Linked DNA regions of Mus musculus: regions 1 and 3 are each linked to region 2. A link is a contact called in public ChIA-PET and HiChIP or PLAC-seq data. All regions are on one chromosome and are shown on one strand. The core of a region is the stretch at or near the end of the contact, and the rest is flanking DNA. Distances in the headings are between cores, read along the strand shown.

Region 1 (3,630 bases), core at 129-2,628, 180 kb before region 2:
TACAGGATGAAAACAACAGTTTAAACTTTTCAAGTTTAATTTGCATCTATTTAAACATTTTATTATTTTAGCATCCATGTACTGTTCCTTGAGTAGGACAACTCTTACATAGTTTAAGGCAAAGGTAATTAACATAGCGCCTCAGCCAGCTTCCCACTGAGGTTAAGTCAAGCTTAGCCTAATTAAGGTTTAGACAATCTGGCCTGTACTATATTCAAACAGCAGATATTATTTTGTTAGAGCTGCAAGTTTGACATTTTTAATCAGTTTCAAATAAAGGCATAAATAGAAAATAGAAAAGACACTACGTTGCATGACTGGAGAAAGGGAAGGATGAAGTACTTAGAGAGTCCTCAGAGCACGGGGGTATTCCATTCACACAGAGACTATCGAATGCAGCCTCCACATACATTAGTAAGGAAATGTCACTGTTACAGTTAATTAAAAGGCAAATATGGAGCCACACCTATTCAAAAGTCACATGATCAAGCCTGATGTGCCCAGATGTTGGTTAAAGCTCTGATTCTTCACTGGAGGGATGCATATCCACATACAGCGCCAGTTGCAGGCATGACCATGGTCTTCTAGTAAATGTTCTATCTCACCAGCCCAAAGGGTTAAAGGGTTACTTACATAATTATCTGCTTCCTGTAAAAATGATGCTCTGTTCGTTCCAGACAAGGAACATTGTCTGAACATTAAAATTTTCAGCAATCAGTATAAGCTGTGTATTCAGAGTCCTAAGAAAAATACTTTCAGAATAGAATGTCCCCTTGTGCTTGCTCCTCACGTAGAACCAGAATCACCCATGTTCTCTTCTTCCATCAGTGAGAATTTTTTACTTACTGTACAATATCTAAGAGCTCTCCTTCCCAAAGTCAAAGCTCTGACAGCACCACCATTCTGTTACTACAAGAGAACTCTCCCAACGATGGACTGGATAGTAAACTCTACTTTCTGGAGTCTCAAGGAGTGCCACCTTTCTCAAACTTCCAGGTAAGTCTTGGAGTAGAATGTTTCTATATCATCTTGAACAGCTTAGGATCTGGTGTGGCCTCACCCTGAGATAAAGAATAAGCCTGGGATATTCAGTGCATATTTTGAATGACCTGGAAGCAAGCCCAAGTAAAAGAGGACCTTGTGTATCTTTCCTTCTGTGATGGCATGGTATAGGTCTCCTGTTCCAAGAGTGGCCTCAATAAACAGCTAAACATAATGACCAAAAATTTCTGTCAGAAAGAGCTTTTCATGCCAAAAACCGCAATCACTATTTTTGGCAGTCTTCCACATTCATATGGGCAACAGTAAATAGCATGACTCAGGAGATTAACTCTTGCTTACCTGGGTCAGAGTTTACAAATACTCTGGCAGCCACTTCAAAAGGTAGTATGGAAAGTAACTACAATGGAAGGTTCTTTTACCACAGCACATGGTATGCAGAGCTATATTCCATGCTGTGACAGTCATCTACACGCCGCTCTGCAATCAGTTCACCTTCTACAACTCTCTTTCCTCCCCTGATATTTCCAGTTAACCTTGCTGGGACCCGTGTCCACGCTTTTACATCCCCACACGCATCCACATCTGATGCGTGATGAGTTAACCACTAGTCTGGGTTTATTGACTCATCTGCAGCGAATTTCTCCCACAACTGTGACTTAGTAGGGCAAGTGTAGAGCTGGCTTTATTTCTCCACAGTGCATCCAAGGAGATTTCTACTTAGCTGTTGGGTGGTGGTACCTGTTCCTTATAAGTATGCCATAATACCTGTTGATACCTTTTGTTATAATTACGGTTTCTATTGATGTCATTAAACAACTTCATCAAAAGCAACTTGGAGAATAAGGGATTCGTTTCAGCTTACATGTTTGAATCACAATCCATCATGAAGGTAAAATGGGGCAGGAGCCAAGCCAAGAACTAAGAGACAGCGAGTGAAGCAGGAGCCATTGAGGAATGTAGCTTACTGGTCCTGCTCCCCATTCCACACCCAGCCAGCTTTATTATATAACCCCCGATGGACTGCCCAGGAAGAGCATTGCCACAGTGAGCTGTGCCCTCCAACACCAATCACTAATCAAAAAAGTGCACTACAGCCTTGCCTACAGGCAATCTGACAGAAGAATATTCTCATCCAAAATTGCCCTCTTTGCAAATGCCTCTAGACTTTATCAAGCTGATACAGAACTGACCAGGACATCTTCCTTTTGTATGCTTTATACTAGCTAACAGATGTTCACACACTGAAGGTTTTCATTTCTCTGTGCATAGTCCACTTCTGACCTCAAATTACCCTCAATGTACATAATTCCAGTCCATGTGAATGTCCTTTGTAAAAGACTAATCAAAGCCTGTCTAGTCAGGTTTGGACTAAAGTTAAAATATGCAATTGCTCAGACCAAAGTACACCGCACCTCAGTTACACCATTACTCTCTTGTTAAGTCTCTTTCCAATTTCCTACATGGACTCCTAAGGAGTGGACCTTTGAAGGGTATTTAACTTGACCCCTGGTTCGGGTCCCATTTGTGCTTCCTGGTCCTCTATAGTGAGGGGCTTCCTCCACAGGATCTTACCATTACGAACACCTCCATGAACTCTCCCACGCCTTCACTGTCATGATGGTCTGAAATCGTCTGGGGCCATGGCCACAGAGAATTCTTTACTTGTTCCTTAAGCTAATATTGTCCCAGCAATGCAGAACTACCTAATACAACTCCCAAGCTCCTTGCCTGTTGAGGAGCGTATCCACTTAACTTCTTGAAATCTCCATCTAGAACTATAGTAGGCAAGTCAGACTTGACATGAGCTGTCAGGAACACCTGCTTTACCAGGAAACTGTTATACTTCTAGATAGCCACCTTGTGGCTGGGCTAAGAACCTGTGAACATCTCATATTTCCTTGACCATAATCTTTGTTGTTGTTATCAAATCTATTTAGCAACTATTTTGTAGAATAGTCGAGAAAGCCAGTGAGATGGTTCAGAGGGTAGCCATGCTTATTGTCAAGTCTGACAACCTGAATTGAATCCTGGGACTCATAGTGTAGAAGGAGAAAACTGACTCTAGCAACTTGTTCTCTGACCACCACATTTGTATATGTGCATGCATAAGCATGTGTGTGTGTGCGCACACACACACACACACACACACACACACACACACACACAGAAATGTAGTAAAAAATTTTTCTTGAAAAAAGGTTATTTAGTGTTATGTATATTAGGCATTGTTTTACTAGGATTCAGTGATATACAATTTTTTTTGTTGTTTTGTTCCCCAGAGACATACTTTATACAGTTCTGTACATTTGAGAACATGAGCACTGGCCCAAGTGCAACCTAGGTTAGCATCTATCACTCTGTGGAGAATAGAGCACCCTGTGCACAAAATCAAGACACATTGTCTATGCCCCTGAAACCTGTTTCAGGCTTCTCCAGGCATTTGCCTCTTCAAGTGCCCAGTAGGTAGAGGTGAAGGCCTGCGCAGCATCTGCATAAACAAGGAAATGAGTGGGTGTTGCAGGGAGAGACGTCCAGGACACTATTCCCTTCTTCACACGTTTGGAAACAAACAGCACCCGGGAGAGTAGTCAGCACAGAATTGTCCCTTCCATGTTTGTGATCCAAGGA
Region 2 (3,645 bases), core at 628-3,127:
AGATTTTAAAAATTCTACAACAAATTTTCTGGAAGGAAAAAAATTTGGAAGTACCTTCCTATAAATAGATAATAAAGATTCAAATTTGTTTAAAGGACGGGTCTTTGAGACTAGAATCTATTCTCTAGTCACCAAAGTCACAAGGAAAAAGCCTTACCCTAAAGCAGTTGTTCTAAACCTTCTAAATTTACGTTGAGGTGACCCACCAACCATAAAACTATTTTCTTTTTTCTCGCTACTTTGTAATTGTGATTTTGCTACTCATAATGTATATATCTGACATGCAAGGATATCTGATATGCAAGCTCCAAATGGGTCATGACCCACAGGTTGAGAATGTCTGTCCTAAGGCAAGGAACACAATATTACAATGTGACAAGCAGTCACGCTAACAGATTAAAAAAAAAAAAAAGGTGGGATCTTCGGAATAATCAGAGCCAAACAGCTTAGCATCCTCTACATTAGGATGAGCTGATTCTATGTGCAGAATTCTGTCTGCCTCCCAAAAAGACCATCCAAAGGATACTATGAAACAAACATAGTCAGCAACAGGTTCACATTAAAGGAGGTTTATAATGTTAAACAAAATGAGTACATTGTGGCAAGCATCTAAAAGGGTCCACTTCCCACTGGTCCTCCATTTCCAGTTATGGTCATGGGAAATTCATTTCCAACCTTGGTATTGTAGACAATGCAAATTAAAATAACAGAAGACAGATATATGTGAATGTGTATCTATGTCTGTAAATAAGTCAGAACTGTAAAGACTTCCCAGCGTAGTGTGCAATAAAATTTGCAGACTCAAAGGGCTGTAAGCCTTCCTTCAACGTGCATTTTGTTTCTGAATTGTCTCTGGGGTGTCCTTAGCCTAAGTTTGCCCTCCTTGGTTTTTAACATCTGGGGTGGCCTGCTGCAAGTTTATCAGGACCACAGTCACCACATACATGCACACTTGTTTAGCCCCGCGCGCTTTAGAGAGGGCTCAGCCGAGAACAGGACAACTTCAGCTGGGGACGTCAGACATTCCAGATTCCCCGCGCGCGGTCCGCGTGTCCCCTCGACATTCCGTTGGGTGACCTGACACGTCATCCACGCTCCTAGAGGGACCTACGGACATGCCCTCCCCGTCCACACCACAGCGACACCCTCCGGGACAAGGCTCTCTCTCCACTCGCGCGCGCCCTCGGCCCGAGCCATGCGTGGGCCCTGGCGGCGCAGCCGGGAGCAGGACATGCCTCCTCGGCGCGGTTCGGACGCTCGAGCGCCGGCGAGACTCGCGAGCTCCCGGGGCTCGGCGGGGACCCGCGGGGACGGAAGGGGACACTCCGCGCGCGGGGGTGGGGGTGGGACTCGCGAAGGCCGCGGGGCTGCGGCGGCCACCTGAGGCGGCGCGTCCCGGAGCGCGCGTCCCCGCCGGCCGCGACCCCGCCGCGCGACTTTGCACTAACTTTCCCGGGGCGGGGGAGGGGCGGCCGAGCGGAGCCGGGCCGGGCCGGGCCGGGCCTGACCTGTGCTCAGGTTGTCGTTGATCCTCAGGGGCACCCTCAGGATGTAGACCAGGAAGAGCACGAGGAAGAACCACACGGTCCACAGATAGGTCCACGACCACACGATGCAGGACTTGAGCTGCTCCAGGAAGCCCGCGCCCGCCTCGGCCATCTTCCGGCGCTGCTACGGGCCGCCGCGGCGCTCGCTGTCGGCCGGGATGATTCACCCGCCCGAGGCACGGCTCGAGCCGCCGCCGCCGCCAGGGCCCGGCGTCCCCGGAGCTCGCCCGGCGCCCGGATGCGGCGGGAAAGCGCGCGGCCTGCGCTCCGAGCCCCCGCCGGTGGCCTTCGTGGAGCGGTCACGTGGGCCCGGTCCCTGCACTCTCCCGGGCCATTTATACTTCTTGTACTAGTATTTTAGGAGGACAGCCCGGGCGCCGCCGAGGGACCCACTGACGTAACAGCTCGCGGGTGTAGAGCGCTTCCGAGAGCCGGGCGTGCTCCACACACTTTGTAATGTCTGGGGGGGGAGCCTGCAACAGTTGCCAGGTCCTGGGGTGATAGACGGAGGGAAACTGAGGCCCAAAGCGTTCCTAGGTCTACCTTAAAGTGGAGTCAGAATTCGGTTGCAATCAAGATTTCCAGGACGTAAACAAGGTTTCCAGGAGTCTTAAAGCTGTGTCTCCCAGGACTGGGGCTTAAAGGTATCAATGAAATCCAGACGAGCTAGAAGAGATGCACTCCTGCTCATTAGGCCTGAAGAGAAATTTTGGTTCCCTTTGTACTAGCTTCTGCTATTTGTTTTGTTTTTCCCAAACAGCACGGTGAAGGGTTTTCCAGAGAAACTGACAACATACGTATTTCTTTTTCTTCCTATTTTCCAAGTGATCGCCATTCAAACAAGTCTTTACTCGTTTTGTTTTTGTTTTTAACATATAAGCAATTCCCTAGTTTAACTTTGGCGTACTTCATCAGAACCTAATGAAAAATGAATAAAAATAAAACCACATTATGAACATTTTCCCACGGTTAAATAAAATAGTATATTTTACACAAGGCTTTAGGTGCTAGCTCCGAGTCTGTTTCTTGACTTTTAATGTATTCAATGTTAAATGAAGCAAACGCAGACTTTCCCAACTATAACCAAGACATTAAAATTCATCACTGAACAGCTTACCTTATTATAATTTTTATATTGCTCATGATTAAGCTCAGAATGCATTACCTCAAAATGGGACACCTTGTGCTGGCGTGCTGGCTGCCTTGAATGGAAGGGAATTGGAAAGGCCTCAGAAGCAAGGTGTCTCTGAGCTCCTGTCCTTTTTTCATACCTTGTGTGTCCCCCAAAGCAAAGCCAGTTCCCGGAAACCAAAATTCCCCTACTTCAAGGTGCATTGTAGAAATCAGAATGCATCTCCCTCAGACTAAACTATAAAACATGGAAAGCTCGATCTTTTCTCCCTTCCCCCTCCTCCTTTGAAGCCCCTCATTCCAGGACACTCTACCTCAAAAACCTCCAGAAGAAAGAATGTTAGGGAGAGGCCAAGAATGTGGACATGCCGGCTTTGCGAGACCTTTCCCCTCAGCCTGTCACCTTCACGTTATTACCTGAACGAAAAGAGGTTTCTCAAATTCTTTCAGGCTTCATTTATCATGCTTTTTCTTTTGCATCCTGATATATGGGAGTGTTGGCTGCGGCCCTTACAGTGGGTGTGGAGAGGTGTTACACCTTTCTGCTCCTACAAGGACTTGTAGTTTCTTCCATAGTAAAACAGGCTGAGTTAATTTGTAGATGTGGGGCCTGTTTGTGACAGTTCCAGGTGGCAAACTCAATTGCACTAAGGAGTGGTTTGGGGATTGCCTGCGAGGGTCTTTCCAGAAGAGACTGAGAAGTGAGTGTGAGCACATTTGATGGGGAATGTTCACCTTCAGTGTGTGTGAGTACCATTCAAGAACCTGGAGACCATAGAACTAGAGAGAATGTACTCTCCTTCTACCACAGAAGAGGCATTTTGACCTCTTCTTCTGTTGACATTGGCCATGAGAACTCCAGGCTTTAGACTCCAGGACTTGGACCAGTGCCACCTTCAGGCCTCCAGACTCCAACTGTAGGTTGTAATCTAAGCTCCCCTTCCCTACCATGGGTCATTCTTTGAAA
Region 3 (3,236 bases), core at 648-3,147, 160 kb before region 2:
ATTCTACCTAAAAGAAACAACCCACATTTTTGTCAGACCACGAAAACACTTTTCTCCCACAAGAATCACTGGATTTCTGTTTAAATAACCAACCAAGATGAGCCAAGGGGCTGAGGGAACTCCAGTGATTACTTCGTCTTACTTCTATCCTGTTCCCACAAAGTGTTTCAGGTTCTCAGTTTAGGGTGCTGAAGTAAAGAGTCTTAGCCTTTTAAAAGTTATTTTACAAAAACAGTATTATTTTAAGAAAACACCAGTGATGAAGAACTCGTGGTTCTTTCTCTCTCAACGATAATACTAATGTTTCTTCAATAATAACTAAATGCCAATAGACTATAACCAATAAAAGATTTATTCTAAATTGTCCTTTTTTCAATCCTGCTCCGCAAGACTTAGAGGATAACATTTTTATGATGCTAAAAACCAGTTTATGTTCAGTTATTAAACTGGACTTAAAGCTATGAGATGGAGAAACAGCTGAGATGAAACCACTAAAGAGAAGAAGCAGAAAGCAATTCTGGGGAGAAGTTTTAAAAGTTATTGTGGTAGAAGATGCATGGAAGGCTTTGGAGGGAGGGAAGGGAAGGGAGAAATGATGAAATTATTGAACTCAAAAAGTTGTTTGTTTATGGCATCGCTGTTGGTTTACAGCAATGAAATTCTGTGGGCGTGAATAAGCATGTGAATATAAGGTTAACCAAGTTGGCAGTGTGCTAAGTGCCTTATCTAACAGAATCCAAGAGAGGCCGGTTCTGAGCCAGACTGAACCTGTGGTCTAATTAACTCTCCCATTCCGATCCCTCAGCACAACACCCTGGAGGAAACCTTACTGTGTTGAGCTTCATACTGGGACCCATGATGTTGTAGCTGCTGAGAGCGCCGGTAACAACCATCTCCAGCCTTCAGGGCCTGCTTAAAGAGTTTTTCTGCTTCAGCAATAGTTGTCGCTTCTTCTTCCGCCAAGAGAATGTACGCAGTTGCACACCTGTCCATTCAGATATTACAAATTACAAATCCAAGGACATTGCAGTAGACTGTGGGAGTTCATGCAGAAGGGCAAGGAGTTACGTCAAACATGCAGCATGGCCAACTGATTCATGCACCTGTTTGCAGCTGTTGACACAGTAATGGTACAAAGAAACACCTATAGTTTAGCTTGAGCGGTATAATGTGTACTGTTAGGAACATGGGGCTCACATATGACTGGGCCCCTTCTTAATCTGTCACCTGGGGCAAGGTGTCACTCTGCTTCCCTGATGGAGAACATGGGGTCTACTTCGTGTCTTTGTGAAGGTTCGGAAGATGCTTTCTGTGGAGTGCTTAGTGTAGCAGTCAGCACTGAGGGAACGCTCAGTGACCGTCAGCTAATAATGAAGAGTTTAATAACTACTAGGGGATGGGTCTGTCCAACACTTCAAGAATTACACGTTTCCTTTTTCTTTACTGGATACAGACTGTTTTCACTGCAAGAATTTTTTCAGAACATAAAATTCACTAAATCAAGTCTCTGACTGAAAAACTGAGTGCAGCACTGTTTTAAACTCCCAGAGCAATGCTGATTTTCTGCATCAGAAAACAGAAGAAAAACCTGGAAACGTAGTTTCTGGAAAGCTCAACCTCTGATGCAGTCACACAACCTAAGGAGAGTCCAACCTCACGCCTCTAACAAGGAACTGTCATTTGCTGCTGAGTATACAGTAAACATTGTGCCTGGCACTAACCATATCAAGTCACATAACCCTTTCAACAACTCTCTGAGGCAGGAAGCCAAAAAGGCTATGCAGTTAACTAATTAGCACAGGAGGCTTTTAAAGATGCAAACCTTCCAAAGCATACAAAGAACAACCTGTTGTCAGAGAAGGGGGCCAGAACAAACCACATGGGTGTTAATCTGCACTCATCCCTTTCATCTTCTTCACTGCTCCTCTGTGGCCAGGGCCCTATTTCTCTCCATCAGACCACAAGGGAGGAAATAAACAGAAATTAAAACTAAATGTTACTGTTTGAAAACTGCCAAGCCAGCTAGGAGAAAATATGAGCTTCTCCGATAATGTTAAGTTTGGGAGTCACCTGATCCCTAGGGATGGGAAGAGTCTTACCAATTCTTCATCCTGTCCTTCTAATTTCAAGTATGAGCCATTGGTGAGGCTTTAAGTAAATATGATAAGGTAGGGAGAAAATACCTAGAATAAAAGCTAGAAAATCAATTACTATGGAGGGCAGGGTAGAATATATTACTTGAAAGAATAACTATGATGCTAAAACTGTCTCGTGATTTTCTGAAGGGAACTACTGGGGTAGGCATCAGAGAAATTACTTAAGGTTTCAGACGCCTGCACACAAAAAAAGCTTTAGGGTGATGAACTGGATACTTAGATAATAGTAACAGTAGACAAAGCTTTAAAGGAATTCACTATAGGATTTCAGCTGGTGGGTGGGGGACTCAAGAATAGTTAGGACTAGGCTGTTTGCTCTCTGTGTTCTTATTTCACATAGCATTCTTAGGAGGAGAGGGAAAATAGCCGTACTAGCCAAGAAACATGTCTATGTGGGAACTCGTGAGTTTGGGGTAGGAACATGCTAGAGCTTGTGCATGAAAGAGAGAGAGAGAGAGAGAGAGAGAGAGCAATAGAACTGCTAATGGTCAGGAGACAGAACAGGATCTCAGCTTGGTGGAAGATGGGTATGATGCATCTTTGTCACAACACAATACACACACAGAAGCAAGAAGTGTGGTGATGGAGTGTCAACCATCCAGATATTGGCTACAAGTCTCGTTTGGTTAGAAGTAGGGTGCCCAACAGGTTCTTGACTTACTTTGGTAACAATTTTATCTCCCAGATGGTAGAGGAAGCAATTAGGGGAACTTCAACTCTGGACCTAATTCTGACCAAGAAGAAAAAAATAGTCGGTGAAATGAAAACTGATAGGAACATTCAGGGAGAGTTACTATGTCATTCCAGAGTTCAGGGCGGTTGAAGAGGAGGAGGCAGACTGAAAATTCATAGGAAAGAGGCATGACTCAGTGGCATGAGATGCAGTATGGAAAACGGCTCAAGACAACAGAACAGCTTCCACATGTCCAACTGCCATCGTGATGACAAATAACATCTCAGGGAGGCTACAGGGGTGGCACTATGGAGATATGGCCCAGGTCATACTTTTAAAGAACATGCAAACAAGATGGAAGATGAGAAGAGGGCTGGGATGGACTGCGAGGAGTGGGATGGTTCATA

The links. ChIA-PET counts read pairs in DNA pulled down with a chosen protein or histone mark. HiChIP or PLAC-seq counts read pairs in DNA pulled down with a chosen protein or histone mark.
Region 1: a contact with region 2 is called in a FOXA1 HiChIP or PLAC-seq map of pancreatic cancer cells. The contact joins the enhancer-like site here to the promoter of St7 in region 2. A contact is called at or near these places in 7 of 39 promoter capture datasets (the 3T3-L1 cell line, 3T3-L1-derived adipocytes, the C10 cell line and 5 more), 4 of 115 datasets of contacts at active chromatin or transcription factors (bone marrow-derived macrophages, cardiomyocytes, embryonic forebrain and 1 more) and 1 of 9 other capture datasets (adipose tissue).
Region 3: a contact with region 2 is called in an RNA polymerase II ChIA-PET map of memory CD8 T cells, with 128 read pairs. The contact joins the enhancer-like site here to the promoter of St7 in region 2. A contact is called at or near these places in 17 of 39 promoter capture datasets (the C10 cell line, the HPC-7 cell line, cranial neural crest and 12 more), 19 of 484 Hi-C or Micro-C datasets (8-cell embryo, the BV-2 cell line, the CH12 cell line and 10 more), 18 of 115 datasets of contacts at active chromatin or transcription factors (the 230-238 cell line, the NIH/3T3 cell line, the SCID.adh cell line and 11 more) and 3 of 9 other capture datasets (adipose tissue, embryonic stem cells and liver).

What each region holds. Positions count from the first base shown.
Region 1 is chr6:17,869,704-17,873,333 of GRCm38.p6, reverse strand. All of the region lies in intron 9 of St7 (suppression of tumorigenicity 7), which reads right to left. Among named protein-coding and RNA genes, the nearest start is that of Gm52894, 30 kb to the right of the region's middle. Within about 2 kb of position 1,378, at least 13 of the 459 cell types and tissues checked have an H3K27ac peak or open chromatin away from gene starts, as enhancers often do. A contact at or near this core is called in pancreatic cancer cells, where this site is marked.
Region 2 is chr6:17,692,226-17,695,870 of GRCm38.p6, reverse strand. It overlaps St7 (suppression of tumorigenicity 7), which reads right to left and starts at 1,877. Exons shown (of 16, transcript NM_001289624.1): 1 at 1,509-1,877. The coding sequence starts at 1,659.
Region 3 is chr6:17,850,007-17,853,242 of GRCm38.p6, reverse strand. It overlaps St7 (suppression of tumorigenicity 7), which reads right to left. Exons shown (of 16, transcript NM_001289624.1): 7 at 2,818-2,886; 8 at 831-985. Among named protein-coding and RNA genes, the nearest start is that of Gm52894, 11 kb to the right of the region's middle. Within about 2 kb of position 1,897, at least 6 of the 459 cell types and tissues checked have an H3K27ac peak or open chromatin away from gene starts, as enhancers often do. A contact at or near this core is called in the SCID.adh cell line and memory CD8 T cells, where this site is marked.